2 separate regions of the Mus musculus genome follow, and region 2 is linked to region 1. The links are chromatin contacts, called in public HiChIP or PLAC-seq maps. All regions are on one chromosome and are shown on one strand. Each heading gives the region's core, a stretch centred on a gene start, on an enhancer-like site or on the middle of the called end of the contact. The rest is flanking DNA. Distances are from core to core; before and after follow the strand shown.

Region 1 (2,778 bases), core at 138-2,637:
CCTCCAAACGCAGACACCATTGCATACGCCAGCAAGATTTTGCTGAAAGGACCCTGATATAGCTGTCTCCTGTGAAGCTTTGTCAGTGCCTGGCAAATACAAAAGTGGATGCTCACAGTCAGCTATAAGATGGAACACAGGGCCCCCAAGGGAGGAGCTAGAGAAAGTACCCAAGGAGCTAAAGGGGTCTGCAACCCTATAGGTGGAACAACAATATGAATTAACCAGTATCCCCAGAGCTCATGTCTCTAGCTACATATGTAGCAGAAGATGGTCTAGTCGGCCATCATTGGAAAGAGAGGCCCCTTGGTCTTGCAAACTTTATATGCCCCAGTACAGGGGAACACCAGAGCAAAGAAGTGGGAGTGGATGGGTAGGAGAGTGGGGGAGGGTATGGGGGACTTTCGGGGAAATACCTACTAAAAAATTGGGGGGGGGGGATGACAGGAAACTTTTACAGAAATTTCCATGAGCCACTATATTATACCAGGCCGCTGTCACCTGGATTAGACCGGGTCACTGTCACTTGGATCACACATGTGTTTCTTCTACCTTTTTAAAAATCATCTCCACCGTGTCATTGTCTTAGATTCTCACATTCTCTTTATCGCACAACCTGTAGAAGTTTGATTTTTAAACCTGGTTTGAGGTTATATGTGTGTATGCATAGACACCTGTGTATTTAAGTATCACACATAATCTACCCACAAGCATGTATACATATACACATGTGAAGATGGTCACGGGTCATATATGTAAGCACTGGTATGTGCTATGCATGTACAGATGATGGACTTATTTCTGTTTTGTTATACTGAGGAATGAGTCCAGGGTCTCAGGCCAGCTTGGCAAATGTGCTGCCACCGAACAGGCCTCCTAGTCCTCACTAATTTGATTTTTACTTTTTTTCATTTTGAGCCAGGGTCTCTCTCCACTGGTTCCTTAGGCTGGCCTCAATCTTGTGGTCCTCCCACCTCAGGCTACCAAGCACAAACAAACACATTTTTAAACCTTGTATTTGCTTCATTTATCTCAGTAAATCAGTGGTTTGCTTGATGAATAATTTTAAAGGGGTCTTTCCAGAAGGTACCACAGAAAGAAAACAAAGTAATATTTCCTTACAACTTCTGCGTTATAAATTTGAATGAAAGCTGAAATGGCAGAGGAGGCTAACTCAAGGGTAGGGGACCCACTCATTGTGTTTCAGAGGAAGAGCAGACTCGGGGGGAGAGGGGGGCTCTGCAGGGTGCAGCAGCCACAGCCCACACACCATCGTAACTGCCATTTGTGGGCACAGTGCCAGGGCATTGCCATGATCCTGTGTGCCTGCCTCACTCACGCACCTGCTTCAACGGTGTGAGCTCAGCCTGTGGGTTTCCCTTGATTGATGTTGGTATAACTGCTTTACACTCTGCGGGCGAAGGGAAGTGGGCTCTGCTCAAAGCAGTTTGTGGTGCCTCACACTTCCACTTGGTATCACACACAGAAGAGTGGGTTAATGAGAGAGAGAGAGAGACAGAGAGAGAGAGAGAGAGGGAGGGGGGCACATATAGCCTGACAGGCCTCCCCATGCTCTCAGAAGGACTAAGGAACACTGGACCTTAAAATAAAACCAAACAAACGGAGAGGCTTTGAAAACCAGGAAACAAGAAGCCTGTGAAGGAAGCATCTGTTGCTTTCACTCTGAAACAACACCGAAAGTGAAAAACATGTGTGTACACAAACACACACACACACACACACACACACACACACACACACACACACACACCTCCAGTGAGTAGGTCACTGACGTCACTATTTCCAGCTTTGCCTGGAGGCTTTGTTTTTTATTGACTAAACATATTTCATATTTTCCCAAACAACAACAATATTTACGGAATCATTCGGACTCTGAAAGAGAAGAAGTTTCTATTAGAGCACACTGCATGGCCTTTAGCAAACACTAAGGGCAGGCTACAGTAACGCCTCCCTCTCCCCGCATTGTAAGTCATTTTTGACCTTTTCGTAAAGGCCTCTTATTTTGAAAACCAATGTAAGCATCATCAAGAGTAAAGCTACTTGGTAGTCTGCATGGAGACCACTCAAGGAAGCTGGGTGTGCTGTCAAGGTTCCCAGATGACCCTGGAAGCTCCGAGTAGCTTCGATGTCTCCACTGCTCTTGCACTTCCATCTGTTCCTCTACTGAGAGACTTGGGGCCGTAACCATGATTTTAGAGACAGAGAAGAGGAGGAGGAGAGGAGGCAAGACCAATGACAAAGGAAATAAAGCAGAAAATACCTGCATATGCTACTGAAGTAGAAGCCATGGAGGAATGGCTGGGTTCAGCTCGGTGTGGAATGGGTATTTCTGAGTGACAGAAACAAAACGTGATCATGTCAGAGAACCAATCTAGATGACTTCTTAGCCTGAAATGTGCCATCGTGATCCCAACAAAAGGCTTACAAAAGGCTTGCCCTTCTCAAAGCCTCTTTCTTCATGAATTTCCCCTCTTTTATCACTGAGCTCAGAAACAATATGAGGTGGACATAGAAGGTTCTCAAACAATCCCCATAGCCAGATCATGGGGTGCTCAGTTGTAAGGTCCATGGGCCTCTCTCTATTCATTCATAATTTCTTTGGTCCAAAACAATGTTTACTCTCCTCTTCCACCCTACATTGTGAGATTTTTCTCCCATCTTGTTTCAAAAATGTTCATGCTACCTGCAAAGTCTGATTTTGTTTTGAACTCTACACCAGAGCTAATCGCAAGTCACTTTTATCCTTTTTGAGTATTT
Region 2 (2,778 bases), core at 150-2,649, 70 kb before region 1:
TGCTCTGTGCTCCTTGGCTATGGCTCTCATCTCATCCCTTCATCTGGGGAAATAAAAGAGACATTTACATTTACAGCCACTCTACTCTTCCTCAGCTTCATCACTCACTATGCTTTCCTTTTGTTGATTTGCATTTGTGCCCTTTCTATGCAATAAACTGTACTCATGAACATAACAGCTTTCTTGAGCTCTGATTCTTCCAGAGAATGATCAACACAAACACAAAATGTGGATAATATACTCTGTAGGGTGATAGCACAATGGGAGAGAACACATGTAACTTAGTTTGATTTTCTGTCACTGAGATAAACATGACAAAATGCAATGTAGAAAGAAAGGATTCATTTGGCTCATACTTCCATATCATAATCATAATTGAGGGAAGTCAGAACAGTAACTCAAGGAAGTTGTTTTTCTCAAAAGCATGGATAAAAGTTGCTTGCTGGCTTGTTCTCTGGTTCATCCACTAGCTCATGTTCAGCTACCTTCTTTATCCACCGCAGGCCCGTCTGTCTAGTGATGATGCCACCCACAATGGACTTGTCCTTTCCATGTCAATTGTCTGTCAATCAAGAGAGTCTCTCACGAATACAATCACAGGCTAATTTGACTATTGCCATACAAATTGGTCTATAGTCCAATTGAAATTGCCTTTGATAACTCAAGTTGACCACTGAAGCTAACTAGAGCAAAAAGTGTTTGGGAAGAAGAGAGGTTTGAGGTAATATTTAGTAAGTGCATACAAATTCACATGTAAGTAGGACAGTGGGAGAAATTCCTACCATGTACAGTGATCTCCCAATTTGAGAGAGCAGGGTACCAATATACTGATAAAGATGACAGACATATCTAAGCAACGGGCATTATAGTAAACCCCACAGGCCAGGTCTGGTGGATCTAAACATGGGTGTAATGTTAAAATAAGAGGAAATGATGGAAAGTTTTGGTACAAAGAGAGATTAGGCCACCCTTTAAAATGAGTGTCATAGTGACAGCAGGGGACTTGCTGGGGGTGATGAGTAGATATAACAAAAATAGGGCCATCTCTTATGGAACTCCAGATATCAGCTAGCAGAATTCCTGGCTTACATGATGTCAGTGACAATGGAACTGCTGAGAAATGGAAGAATCTTAATGGAAATTTAGTTGACCTAACTAAATAACTGTGGTGGGAAACTGAAAGTGAGAGAAAGAAGGATCATGGCCGTGGTTTTGGAGCATGTGTGTGGCATCTATCTTTCTGACTTGTGAAAATGAAAGAATGGTGGTGTGGGGGTTTAAATAGGAATGGCCCCCATAGACTCATGTGTTTGAATGCTTGGTCCACAGTGGGTAGCACTACTAAGAGTTGTGGCTTTGTTTGAATAGCCTTGTTAGGGGAAGTGTGTCACTGTGAAGGTGGGCTTTGTGGTATTATAACCACAAGTATGGCCAGTGTTACACAGTCTACTTAGCACACAGTGCTATGGATCCAGATATAGAACACTCAGCTCTTCTCCAGCAACACATCTGCCTGCATGCTACTATGCTCTGCTATGATAATGGACTAAACCTCTGAAACTGTAAGCCAGCTGAATTAAATGTTTTCCTTTATAAGAGTTGTGCTCATGGTGTCTCTTCACAGCAATACAAACCCTAACTAAGACTGACAGTCTACTCAAAGATGAGACAATAATAGAGGTCCTATGTCTGCATGGCTTTTCAGTTGACCTGACTGCAGTGATGGGGAAATGAAAAAGAACACACACAGAAGGGGGACAGACTGAATGGGCCATGCACTCTGATGGAGACACACTAGCAACTGTCTGCAATCTTGGAGCATTTATTTTAAATATGTGAATTGAGGAGGCAGGTATAGAGCTGTAGGAGGAGATATAGAGGTAAAGAGCTGTAGGAGGAGGCAGGATTTCAGCTAATCTCAGTCAGTGGACTCTACAGAGTAACAGTCTCAGGTTGTAAACATGAGGAGGAGGAAGCTGTAGTTGGGATGTCTATACATACATCTGCTCACTAATCAAGGGAAGGATTTGTCTTTTTCCTGAGCCTGACCCTGGGGAGGCTTTGGGTCCTAGACATGACTTTGCACATGACAACAACACAAATTCATTCAGAACTTTGTCTGCTTCCCTCAGAGAGGTCAGATTCATTTTCTTTTACTAGTGATGAGGCACCAGAGCATGGTGCACTTGGTATTGGAAACTGAGTCAGAGTTCTGTATCAGTAGAGCTGATGGCAAAGATGTTCATAGATTGCAGAATATACAGTAGACTCAAATACAAGATTCACACACAAGTAAATAACCACAGCTGTACATTAAAGAAGCATGAGATGTGCTCATCATGGCTTTGAGTACCTTATATATAAGGATTAGTTTTAGCTTTACAAGAACTAGATGAAACAGGTATTTAATTAATCCAAAGTAAAATATAACAGAACACATGAAGTTCTTTGCACACATCACCCACTTTCTACACAGTAAAAATGTTTAACAAACACAAACTCGTTAAACAAATTGTGTTCAACCTCTTACAAAAACAAACAACCCTCTAAAAGTCACTCTGACTTTGACCATTTGTTTCAGTGTACTTGTGGGTTTGGTCACTGATGTTCTGCTTTTATCAATATACATTTGAGTCATATTTAATTAAATTTTAATGTAATGCTTATATTCTTATATCCAGGGACACATTAATCCCTCTCACAAATACAGAAGTGCATACAGATGCCATTGGATGTTATATAAAAAAGAACATCTTCAAGCAGACAGACACCTGTACT

Evidence for each region. HiChIP or PLAC-seq counts read pairs in DNA pulled down with a chosen protein or histone mark.
Region 2: a BATF HiChIP or PLAC-seq map of CD8 T cells shows a contact between it and region 1, with 10 read pairs. The contact joins two enhancer-like sites. A contact is called at or near these places in 1 of 15 datasets of contacts at CTCF or cohesin (CD8 T cells), 3 of 484 Hi-C or Micro-C datasets (CD8 T cells, the HPC-7 cell line and nephron progenitors) and 1 of 115 datasets of contacts at active chromatin or transcription factors (CD8 T cells).

Annotation. Positions count from the first base shown.
Region 1 is chr13:28,511,389-28,514,166 of GRCm38.p6, forward strand. The region is part of intron 7 of 2610307P16Rik (RIKEN cDNA 2610307P16 gene); the gene reads right to left. Among named protein-coding and RNA genes, the nearest start is that of Gm40841, 91 kb to the left of the region's middle. Within about 2 kb of position 1,388, at least 93 of the 459 cell types and tissues checked have an H3K27ac peak or open chromatin away from gene starts, as enhancers often do. A contact at or near this core is called in CD8 T cells, where this site is marked.
Region 2 is chr13:28,441,037-28,443,814 of GRCm38.p6, forward strand. No RefSeq gene overlaps it. Among named protein-coding and RNA genes, the nearest start is that of Gm40841, 21 kb to the left of the region's middle. Within about 2 kb of position 1,400, at least 9 of the 459 cell types and tissues checked have an H3K27ac peak or open chromatin away from gene starts, as enhancers often do. A contact at or near this core is called in CD8 T cells, where this site is marked.